Regions from separate parts of the Zea mays genome. Here region 2 is linked to region 1. Evidence: chromatin contacts called from public Hi-C data. All regions are on one chromosome and are shown on one strand. Each heading gives the region's core, a stretch centred on a gene start, on an enhancer-like site or on the middle of the called end of the contact. The rest is flanking DNA. Distances are from core to core; before and after follow the strand shown. Region 1 holds the start of LOC100276287. Region 2 holds the start of LOC103629598 (E3 ubiquitin-protein ligase BRE1-like 1).

Region 1 (5,937 bases), core at 138-2,637:
GCAACCAACACGATGAACCAGAGAGGCCTTTTAGACGAAGGCCTACTGCGTGGTGCCATGATGTATCTGTACAAACAGGAAAGCAGGGCCTAGCAAGCTACAGCCATGAAATCATCCATAAGCACTCCTCTGATATAACTGATCAAAATCCAAAAACCTGGACAACACAGGGAAAAAGGAAATTTTAGTTTAACCTTCAGGCTTTCAGCCAAAAGTACCATTTTTTTGTGTCTTGACCAACAATCCATATTGTATAACAAAAAGACATGTATATATAGAAGATTAAACTATTTCGAAGACAAACAACAGTTCAGAAACTGCTTGATATTGCACTAGGTTGAATCCAAAGTTTAAAACTACATGTGCATACTAAAGGACAGAATATTAAAACATATACAAAGTAAAAATAAATATTGATGGAGGTGCTTACAAATAAAAAAAATGGGGAAAAACTATATATATACTTGTTACCCAAAAATGAAAAACAACTACACATTTTAATCAAACCAACGCTCTAGTTAACAAGTAGGAGATTCTACAAGTCGTTCTAGGTTACAAAATAAAGCAGGACAGTTGACTTTTTACCTGGAACTTGCCAGTTTCTACCCATAAATGAACTCAAGTTATTAGGGATAATACGAAATACAAGCTCTGTCTGCCTTATCTCTCTTTTTTTCCCTTATGCTCCCTGGTTCATGGCCTGTACCAATTTTAAGCTAAATTCTCTTCACTGTCTATTTCCACGTACTTGTCACATGTCCACGCAGCCGCTCATCAAATTTTCCACAGCACAGCACAAAACCCTCCCTAAACCTTGCCAGCTAATATCGCCAGATGGACTCCAAAATGGCATGGCCGCAACCTTGCTTGAGGCGCTGAAGACCCTAGGCAAGATTTTAGATGGATTCTCGACTCCATAACTAGGACACCACGCAGCTCAAGAGTCCACAGGTAACCGGGTTAGAAAAAAAAATCGAATTTTAACGCTCGCAGCGCAGACGGGACAGGAAGGTCGCCAAGGACAAGGCGAGCAGCGAACTCCAACCTCCAACTGAGGCAAAGCTCGAGTCGCTTACCCACGAGAGGAGAGGTCGATCCGAGTCAATCCGGATAGTCGGAGCTTCACTGACGACCCGCGCCGCACCGGTCGACCACCAGGAAGCCGGTAACAGGCAGTGCAGAAGGAGCGGAGAGGCGAGGTCGACGGCGATGAACCACCCGCAGCTCGCGGCGGCCACCGAGGTCGACGACAGGAAGCAAGAGGACGGAGGAGTTGGGGAGATCTAGACGGCGGAGGGGGGGCATCCAAGACTGAGGTGGAAAAGTTGGCTGGACAGCACAGGGGTCTTCTCAGACTGCAAACTCTGCTTCTGCTCGACTCACTCCAGGTCAGGCTGGGAGTTCGGCTTTACCGAATTTTCGGATAGGGCTTTTGAGGTTTTTTTATATTTCTGGTTTTCATCAGTCGAACTTGAACGTGAAGTTTTGGCTACCCACAATTTCGAGTTCAGGTTTGGATAACATTAAACTACCCGATATTAAACACCGAGACAAACAACACACACAAAATCATAGCACCAAGGCACAAACAGTGAAACTGAAAGTCTGAACCGAAACACACAGCAACACAGCAACCGAGTGTTCACTCTCCACTGTCCAATGTCCACACGTCCGACCGGCTCTCACAAGGCAACTAGCAGAATAGCAAAAAAACAAAACACTAAAATAATCAGCCATACACTACGCCGACTGCTAGAAGCCTAGGATGACGGTGACGACCATAGATTCTCAGGCGCCAACGAACTCGGATGGTGACCAAGAAAGGTAAGAAGATTCCATTTCTCCATTTCTTCTATTGGTCCCGAAGTACTGATTTCTTTTTTGATGGATGGATGAATAGATCATGGTTCATGTATGAGTGCTTGCCGATGTAGTGATATATGAAATCTGGATAGTTTATACTGACTGTTAGTACCTAGTTATCCCTTAATTGGGGATGGGAACCTATTGGGGACCCGAAACCCGAATGGGGATGAGTATGGGATGAGTTTTGCACCCATGATAGGTATGAGAATGAGTATGAGGATAAATCAAATATGATAAGGATGGGTCTGGGATACTATAACCCGGTGAAGAATTCCCCATTGATATCTCTAACACAGACACAATCCACGCTAGCTCCCAATCCATGGGGTCGGAATTACAGTCACACACAAGGTCCACACACACCAACACACGGCACAGTAGGCCTAGGCTAGCAGCAGCACACACACGACACATAAGCACATGCACAGTGCAGCAGCACCGGGTCTTACGGTTTACAAAACCGTTCCAGAGTTAAAAACTATCCCCCACTGGTAACGGTTTACCAACGGTAAACCGGTAAAAATCGATTGGTTTGACCAATTCAAATCAATTTGAATTTGAACCGGTTTATCGGTGAAAAACCGGTGAAAAATCGCTTTAAACCGCCGGTTAATCGCGAAACTAACTGGTTTTTGTTGTTTTTACGGAAAATGTGAATTTTTTAACAAGATTTATTTGTAGTTTGCTCAATTCACATTGCACACTAAATATTAATTAATCCACACGACATGTATTCACCAAAATAACATATAGCATACATATGCAACCACAAACTCCAACTCTCATGCAACAAACAATCAGCGAACTTCACAATACTCAAATATAAGTTCTTTTATAACTCTCAAACGAGGCAACGACACATAAGTCGAATTATTTCACAATACTCACATGTTTATCTCGAGTCATAGTGATAGTACTCAGGTATGTTGGAAGGATCGTGATATTGTTCCAATCCGTTATAGTGATAGTGATAGGTCTATACAAAATATGTAAGATACATTAGCGAGAAAATAAGAATGGCAAATAAATATTTATCCACAAAGCAAAAAAACATACCGGTATGTGTGTTTGGTGTTTGTGTATTTTATGTGCACCTCACTAAGTGTTGGACTTTTCTCCTGATAAGCAAATCTTAGGAACACATATAAAAGAACTAGAGCTAAGGGTTCTAGATTGAGTCTTGTCTAGACGGATAGTTATTAGAAGAACCGAAACTACTTGATCTACGGGTTTCATCTTGGACAGGAAATGAAACCGAAATTGACCACTAAATGCCTAAAATGGACTTGAGCTATGGGTTTATCTTCACTTTTAACATATAACATCTTCACATATATCATATAATAGTAAACAAGACTTAGTCTAAATTGACCACTAAATACTCAATTTTGGCATTAAATCCGGTTTTCCAGCAAAAATTGGCGGTTTACCGGTCTCAAATAACAGTTTACCGATCCCTGAAAATGGTTTACCAGTGGTTTTCGGTTTTTATGAATTTTTTTAAATCTTTTGAATTTCAAACAAATTTTGAAAAAGAACCGATGGTTTACCGAAACCGTAAACAGATCGGTTTACCACCAGTTTTTAGCGATTTTATAAACAATGCGGTCTTGACCAGTCGGCCTCTCGGGCGTGGACACGACCCTTGGCTGCTTGCTGACCTTGACCTGCTAAGCAATTTCTGCGTTAAATAGGTACTTCGGATATAGCAGGTTAATACTTAATTAGGTCGAACTAAATTCGAATAATCAGTTTCGATATTTGCTGGAATTATTCGGGTAACAGGTTTTGGGCTAAATGGATATAGATTTGGATATTTCGGGCTTAGTGCTTTAGGCTCGGGTTTTATGTCCAGCTCTACCTCCAAGCCAAGAAGAGGTTTTGCATCTACCAAAAAAAGTTTTTGAATCTAGAGGCATTTGAGCACTGTCTAATTATTCTACTTCCTCCGTTCTTTTTCATTCGTTGTGTTTTAGTTCAAAAATAAATTAGCAGGTGACAAATATTCAAGAACGAAGGTAGTGTGTACTATATGCACTATCTAATTACTCTATATGCTCTGATTCGTGTAATTATGTTCTGTGCAGCATTGGATGTTCCATGAGTTTTGCCATTCTATATAGGTGCTTTGTAAAAAAGGACATTGTATAACTTATTTTGTTCCCCCGAAAATAGCTTTTTTGTTTTTGTTTGGTTTATATTCATGTCTGAAATATTATTTCCACGAAAATATTTTCTATTAAAACAAAACAACGTGAGTGGGTTCGTAATAGAGTGGTAGTCGGATATGTCGCGTTGAAACGTCAGATATGTTCGACATAGCAAAATGCACACGCGTTGTGACGGGAATAATAATATTTTATTTAAAAATAATATTAAAGTAAATATAATGTCTATATATTAAATATTAAACTGATAAAAACAAATATTATACTTCATCTTAGATAAAAGGTTGAAAATGTATTAGCTGAAAAGGAGTCCAACATATTTTTTAATAGCTCGCTTGTCCTTATTCAACTAACGAGATGGTACTGCGTCGGAGCGCAACACGATAGGTGTGCCATGAGAAACTAGATAAGTCCCAACACGATAGGAAGTCACTAGCAGCGCAACGCTCTCACGTAGTGTCATGAGAAACTAGCTAAGTCCCAACACGATAGAAAGTCACATGCGGCGCAACGCTCCCACGTAGTACCACATCGCTAGTTGAAGTAGGACGAGCGACCGAGCAAGCTATAAAAGGGGTTGAGCTTATTTTTAACTCATATCTTTCTCGATCTTTTGGCTAAGATGAAATATAATATTTATGTTTATCAATTATAATATCTGACTTGTCGATGTAACACCCCATCCATTTCCGGACCGGTGGTACTCACTTCTAGTAGCCCTCTAGGATCATAGACAATTCTCATAATCCAACACAAGTTGATGATGATGAGAAAAAGTAGAAACTATTTCTGGAGGGATTGATCAGGCCACTTCAATACCAACTGATGTCTCACTCATTCCCGTCCTTCTAGAAACTGCTGGACAAGGCTATAGCTCTGGAACACAAGCGAGTTGAGCTAGGAGATAAAAGAAAGTCTACTATCCAGGGACAGGCTGAAAGTAGTACTCGTCCCCGTTATGCTACACCTCAAGGCACACCAGCTCATGGCAGTCTCGGACAACAGCCTCAACAAACCCAATCTGCTCCTCCTCAAGCAAGCATCCCCGTGGGACCTGTTTCTCCTAATGCATCCACAAACAGGTCGTGTTTTAAGTGTGGACAGGCTAGACATTATGCCAACTAATGTCCCAATAGGGTTGCTTACACTACTCCAGCTCCGATGAAGTAGGACCAGGTCTCAGGAGGAAAGAGTCAGCCCTTATCTGTCAATCGGGGACAAGTCAATCATGTGAAAGCAGAAGCTGAACTCGAAGAACCCGAAAACCAGGAAGATGTGCTGGTTCAAGGTGAAGAAGCCCGTGAAGGAGGAAATGAGCAACAAGATTAGAGTATTTTTTTAGGGAATAGTATTTGTAAGACCTAAATAAGGCCTTAGGTAGTAGCTAGTTCTTTATTATTTTAGGAATAGTAATAAGGTCTATTTGAACCTATGTTTTAATAACAAGTTATGCATCACGCTGAGATTATTGATTGTGCATATGTTTTGAAACAAGATTGAGATACATCCCTTTTTCTTACTAATCTCGAGGACGAGATTATTTTTAAGGCAGTAGAATTTGTAACACCTCAAAATCATAGTTTTGAGATTTAGAAAAAAGTCTCCAAGAAATTTAGATTTAATATGACTTCTAATAAGGATTTTCTTACCCCGAAGTCTTTCTCCTAAAATTAAAATGTTTCTAATAAAAGGTTTAATAAAATAGTTCTTATATGAATTAAATTATCCCTTTATGAATTATATAAGTATCCATAAGGATATATGTTAGAGCATTTTTTATAGAGATCATACAATATAAAACTATTTTCCTTATATTAAATATGTGGGAAGTACATATTTTTTAGGCAATGGCTTAAATAGAATAATAAATAAGTAAAATAATATCAATATTGCATATCATGCA
Region 2 (5,548 bases), core at 1,095-3,594, 720 kb before region 1:
CCGGGCCGGCTCCGTGCCTGCTTTTCCTAGCGGACCGGGCCGTGCCGCCCGGCGGGCGCATCCGGCAGCCCAAGCACGGCCTGGTCTACCGGGCCGGGCCGGCACGGGCACGAAACCAGACGGGCCGTGTCGTGCTTGGGCCGGGCCAAAAAACCGGGCCTCGTGCCAGGCTACGGGCTGCATGCTCATCTATAGTGGTCAGTGCTTGACTTTCACCAGCTAGGCCGCCACATTGTCGGTCACCACCACCGGCGTCGGCAGCCAGCGCCCAGGTCCTCCCACCACTATTGATTTGGTTGCACCTGATATGTGGCAGAGATATGGTGTGTTTGTCAGAAAGATGGTTGCATAGGTATGCTTCATTGAGACATGGAACGCGTAATAATATAGCAATGCAATGTTCTTGTTGACTTTTTATGTTTGAATAATTATGGTCGTTGCACATATCGATTTATCGGATACATCAGTCATGTTATTATTGCTATATAACAATAATGTTGTCCTACTTTTTCATACATAAATATATTTTATTTAGAAACATGTCTTAATGCATGTGTTTTTAGATTAATTTTGTGTTGTGACGATCCACTTCTTATGCTATGCTTGTTTTAGATCTTACCTCATTATTTTTATCAGCAATTTGATTTTAAATAATCACGGTGCTTCAACGTTAGGCATGCTCAAGGTTTTCACGATGTACATCCAAGTTCTATGCGTGAGACAATAACTATCAATTAGTGGTCGTTAACAATCTAACCCAAAGGCTTACTTATCTCACCACATAAAAAACAACTACAAAGATACCCCACACATTGTTGCATGGACCATATATAAATTATATCACTTATATTTACTTATATGGATAAGGAAATGCCATAATGCATGATAGTGGATGATGATGTGGACTTCGATGTACATAACTAAATGATGTTGATTAATGATGTGAAAAAAGATTGAATAAACAAATAACCGCATGTGCTAGTGGATGCCAACGTGGACAATATGCATGCCAATATAAGATATTATTGGATATTAAAAATTACAAGATATATAGATATATACATAAGATATAGATGATAGATGATATAGATATAGATATGGGTATGGATATGGATATAGATATAGATATGGATACAAACACAGATATAAATATTGAAGTATTGGTTTTACTTTGTCTGTGTGCATGGTGCAATGATTTTGACTAATGTCACACGAATGCGTTAAACCATTAGATATACACTGAATTGAGGTGTTATTAATTTTATTTGCCATCTAATATTATTCATTGTCACTCCAATTTTGTGAACTCGGTATCCTTCAATTGTTTTTAAGGTAAAACTTTGTAAATATGATTTGGCATCATGTTAACTTTAATGCAAAAGAGTAAAGTTACAGAATGTCTGATGATGGATTTTAAGTCATGTTCCAAACCTCAAAACTAATAATTAGTAGCTAAAATTAATTGAGAGGTTTGGAAGCGAATAGAACAACTAATTATTAGTTATACTTCTCAAATAACTATTAGTTGTTAGCTGTCTCAACCTAATTAATAACTTGTTAGCTAGCTAATAATTAGCTCTAGAGGTTTAGAACGGGGTCTTAGTGTTTGCTTGCTATATCTTATCGATTTTCTATATATAGTTATCCGTCCTCCAACAGCTGATCGATCCTAACGACTTCTAATATTTACAACAATTACGGTATTTCTAATATTTCTACATAAAAACAAAACGAGAGAAGCGTTATACTTTTACGATAAAAACGTGCTAACTGAGAAACAAATTATCCTATTATTAAGAAGAGAACTGTTCTTAAAATAATAACGTGCTATATTTTTTTGTGAAGAAAACTTTATTGCTTAACCAGAAAAAATTCCATGATCAAAATATTTCATGTTTAGGAAAAACTGTTTTAGCATCAATCACAAGAAAATTTCTTCCAACAGCACGAGAAAAACACATTCTAACATCACAAGAAAAATGTTAAAGTTATGGTCTATGGATACAAATGCTCATAGTATATGTGAAATAGAAAATTAATAAAATAATTAAGAATGCAAATTTACCCCTAGGCTAGGGACAAAAAAGGGGGTGAAAAGCTTGCAAAAAATCGTGTAAAGCTGATCATTAATGGCAAGAGTTATATAATAACCAAAATAGTTAGAGAAGCAAAACGAGAACATATAAATAAAAAAACAATTGTTATGGCTAAAGAAAAAGGAAAAGAAAAAAAAGAGCGGTCATTTTCATGGCATGGGGCATGGGCCGATCTCACCGACGAGTCAGCCTAGTGCAGTAGTCATGCCTGTACGAAAATAAGAATAAGAAGAAAAAATAAGAAAATTGGTCCAGCAGCACCGGAGGAATTTGCCCTCCTGGTGTTCACAGCTGTTCGCTGTTGCTCTCTCCAGTAGTCCCGTTGAGTGACCTCCCCTGCGCGACAACTAGGGCGACCGCCGCCGCCCCACGCCTGCTGGCCAGGTCTTCGGCGGACCCTTTGCCGTCGACGGGCATCCACCACACCAGGTATGCCCGTCCTTTTTCTTCCCTTCCTGCTTGGTGAAACACTCACACCCATGTCTGTCATTGAGTCCGCCTCTGCCCCAACGTGAGCCTCAACCCTAACTCGCTGTGGAGTATGAAAAAAAAATCGATGTCGATGGATTTGGGACGATTCCATTCTGCACCTGTCACCAGTGGCGAATTTTCTGAGACCCACGGCTGGATTCATTTGTGTAAGACACTAAGACTAGATTCTAGAATTCTTTGAACTCAACACTAAAATTGACCGTGTCTCTATTGGTGTTGCTGCGCCCATGAATAGTTCCACGTCGAGACGAGTTTATGCATCGCCATTATCTACGGTTTGAGTACAAAAGAAACCATAGACACTTCAATAGACGTGCAGAAGTGCAAGTCATGTACTGAGGCGGTTTACTTGTAACGGAAGCGAATCCGAGGGAAAAAGGTACCATGAACCATAACCTGAAACGTAATTCAGAAAATAACGGATGATGAATATTGTCTTCTCCCGAACATGTAGGAGAACTGAATTGTGCATCATTATATTAAGAAGAAAATGATGATGACTTGTACAACCCCTAATGGGACAAAATAATAAATGTGGAAAGGACTAGCCAAACAAACAGTAACGCAAACCAGCGACCAAAAAAGAGAGACCATCATGGCCATATGCTATGGAGCCCCTTGGCTCATGCCAGTGCCCCGCATGATGGCATCAAGGTTAGGTGGAAAGCCCTTAAAAAGACAAAATGACACTCATTTATATGTTTCCAAATCCACCTTGCCGCCAATACGACCAATGAGCTGAAACCCATGCGGGCATCTGTGGTATAGATCACGACATTCCAAACAAGCATCTCGGTGTATTGATAACACCCCGGGTTTCCAGCCACAGTGCTTGCTGCTGGCGTCGACTTCCCTATAGTGGACATGGCCCTGGAATTCAGGTCAGCTGTTTCGGTCCCTTTGCATGTGCTGCCATTGTTGCGTGGTTGGCATCTTGGGTTCCCTGTTGCTCGAGTTGAAGGGTGTGGGCTTGGTGGAAGTAGGCACGGTGGATGAGGAGGGGTATGCGAATGATCTACATCGCATTATACAGCTTAAATGATAATGAACAGAGTTACAGAGCAGTCAAGGGGCCAATATTGAACAGAGTTAAATGATACCATGTTACTAACCTGAGAATTGATAGTCATTACCCAGTCCCTAAGGACTATTATATACATATAGATAGTGGGCCAGGCCTAATGGGCCTTAACACTATCATGAAGAGTTATGGCCAGAGTCGGAAGCAGCCTTGATGCCGTGCGCTAGTTGCCCGTTGTCTTCCCTATGAGTCGAGGCAGCCCAACCTATAAGAGATTTTGACTCGGTTTCCAGCTGGAATGCTTCAACTTGTGAACCTGCTGCAGCTATTGGAGAGGAGGAACATATGGCTAACAATGTTGCCAGAGCTATGTACCTTGATCATGGTATCCTGGCTCCTGAGTGTTGCGGTGTTGCCACGGTTTATCTGGATGTGTCTTATGGGTGTGCAACATTTTTCACTGGGCCTATGCCTGCTACTAAAGAAATTGGATCACAAGTAGGATCATTTGACTGGATAAGTAACGATATTTGCATAGCCTGCTGTTTTTTAAGAAAACTATATATTTTTAGATAAACATTCTCTTTTGTAATTTTCTCACAAAATTTCTAAATGAACTGCACAAGAATCCTAGAAACTACTGAAACGAGACATGTTAGGTATTTTGTACCCATTACACTGTACACATCAAACTAATTGATGAAATACTGGAACAAACATTATACAGCTTCAAGGGGCCAATATTGAACAGAGTTACAGAGCAGTCGTCTTTATAACAGCACTTCTGATAAAATGATAATGAACCTTGGAGGATTTAGGCATAATATAATAATCTGGTATTTGTAAGTGTATAGAACCAAATGCTATATTTTTGCTAAAGATTATTGAACTTTTGACGTAACCTAGGCCATGAGTCTGCTAGAACATACAGTTTGGATGAAATTGCAGTGTTTCATTTTGTCTTTGAATGCTTGATACCAATAATCATTGGGTTTCAGATGTAATTTATCTGTTATGTGAAATCTAGAAACTGCCTCAATCAACACATTTGTATTTATCTTGTTATATGTTCTGTCCCAGCACAGGGTTTTGCACATTAATGAAGACTTAAAAGTTCCAGAACAAAGCACTAAGGGTGCTCGAAGGAAAAATGCTTTAGGTTAGGTATATTTTTTATCCCTTCCCTAGACCTCACTCATGTGGGAGCCTCCGGTATTTGGTCTGCCCTTTTTTATAATTGTTACTGTTAATAATGTATGCTAATCATGCCAATTAATTAATATCGTATATTTAATCCAAATTATGTGACAGATCAAACCATGGTTTTTAAAGCGGTAAGGCGGTCCAAGGCGTTGGAGCACCGCCTGGACGCCTAGGCGAGGTAGGTGGGCAAGGCGCCTAGGCGTTAGACCACCGCCCAGACGCCTAGGCGACGCCTTAAGAACAGTGGATCAAACTGTAGATCTTGCCACTGCCTCCAAGCATCCTATGGCCACATGGTTTAGACAGTGTTATCCAGGTGGATGACGAATTGTGATGCGGAGGGCCTACTCAATCACCACCACCGCACAAATAGGGGCATGCGGCATACCACCATTTTAAGATAGATAAATTACATAATACATGTGCATCTTATCAATCCTTTGAACTTACTATAAGCTCATGTACCTTTCAAGGTCTAAGCCAAATAAGTGCTCTTAACACTCTACATCACCATGCACAGGCACTGGTTGAAAACAGATTTTGTTGGCGCTCCTGGAGTTCATACTTATGTACTTTCCTTTCTCAAATCATAACATATCTTAGGCAGTTAAAGCTTAGCTGAATGCCAACTTGCCTCCACGTGCAAGATCCCAGAAACATTGCTATGTCTCGTCCGGTAAGTACAAATAAAGATATATTTTCTGTGGTTTGTGAGGTTTTACTAGTAATAGTTTTC

The links. A called contact is a pair of places that touch in the nucleus more often than the background predicts.
Region 2: a contact with region 1 is called in a Hi-C map of tassel, with 2.7 times the contacts expected there. The contact joins the promoter of LOC103629598 here to the promoter of LOC100276287 in region 1. A contact is called at or near these places in 2 of 25 Hi-C or Micro-C datasets (ear and tassel).

The regions. Positions count from the first base shown.
Region 1 is chr6:96,695,757-96,701,693 of Zm-B73-REFERENCE-NAM-5.0, reverse strand. LOC100276287 reads right to left here and starts at 1,387. Exons shown (of 11, transcript NM_001150112.2): 1 at 1,077-1,387; 2 at 1-157. The coding sequence starts at 59.
Region 2 is chr6:97,415,755-97,421,302 of Zm-B73-REFERENCE-NAM-5.0, reverse strand. It overlaps LOC103629598 (E3 ubiquitin-protein ligase BRE1-like 1), which reads left to right and starts at 2,344. Exons shown (of 18, transcript XM_035960011.1): 1 at 2,344-2,525.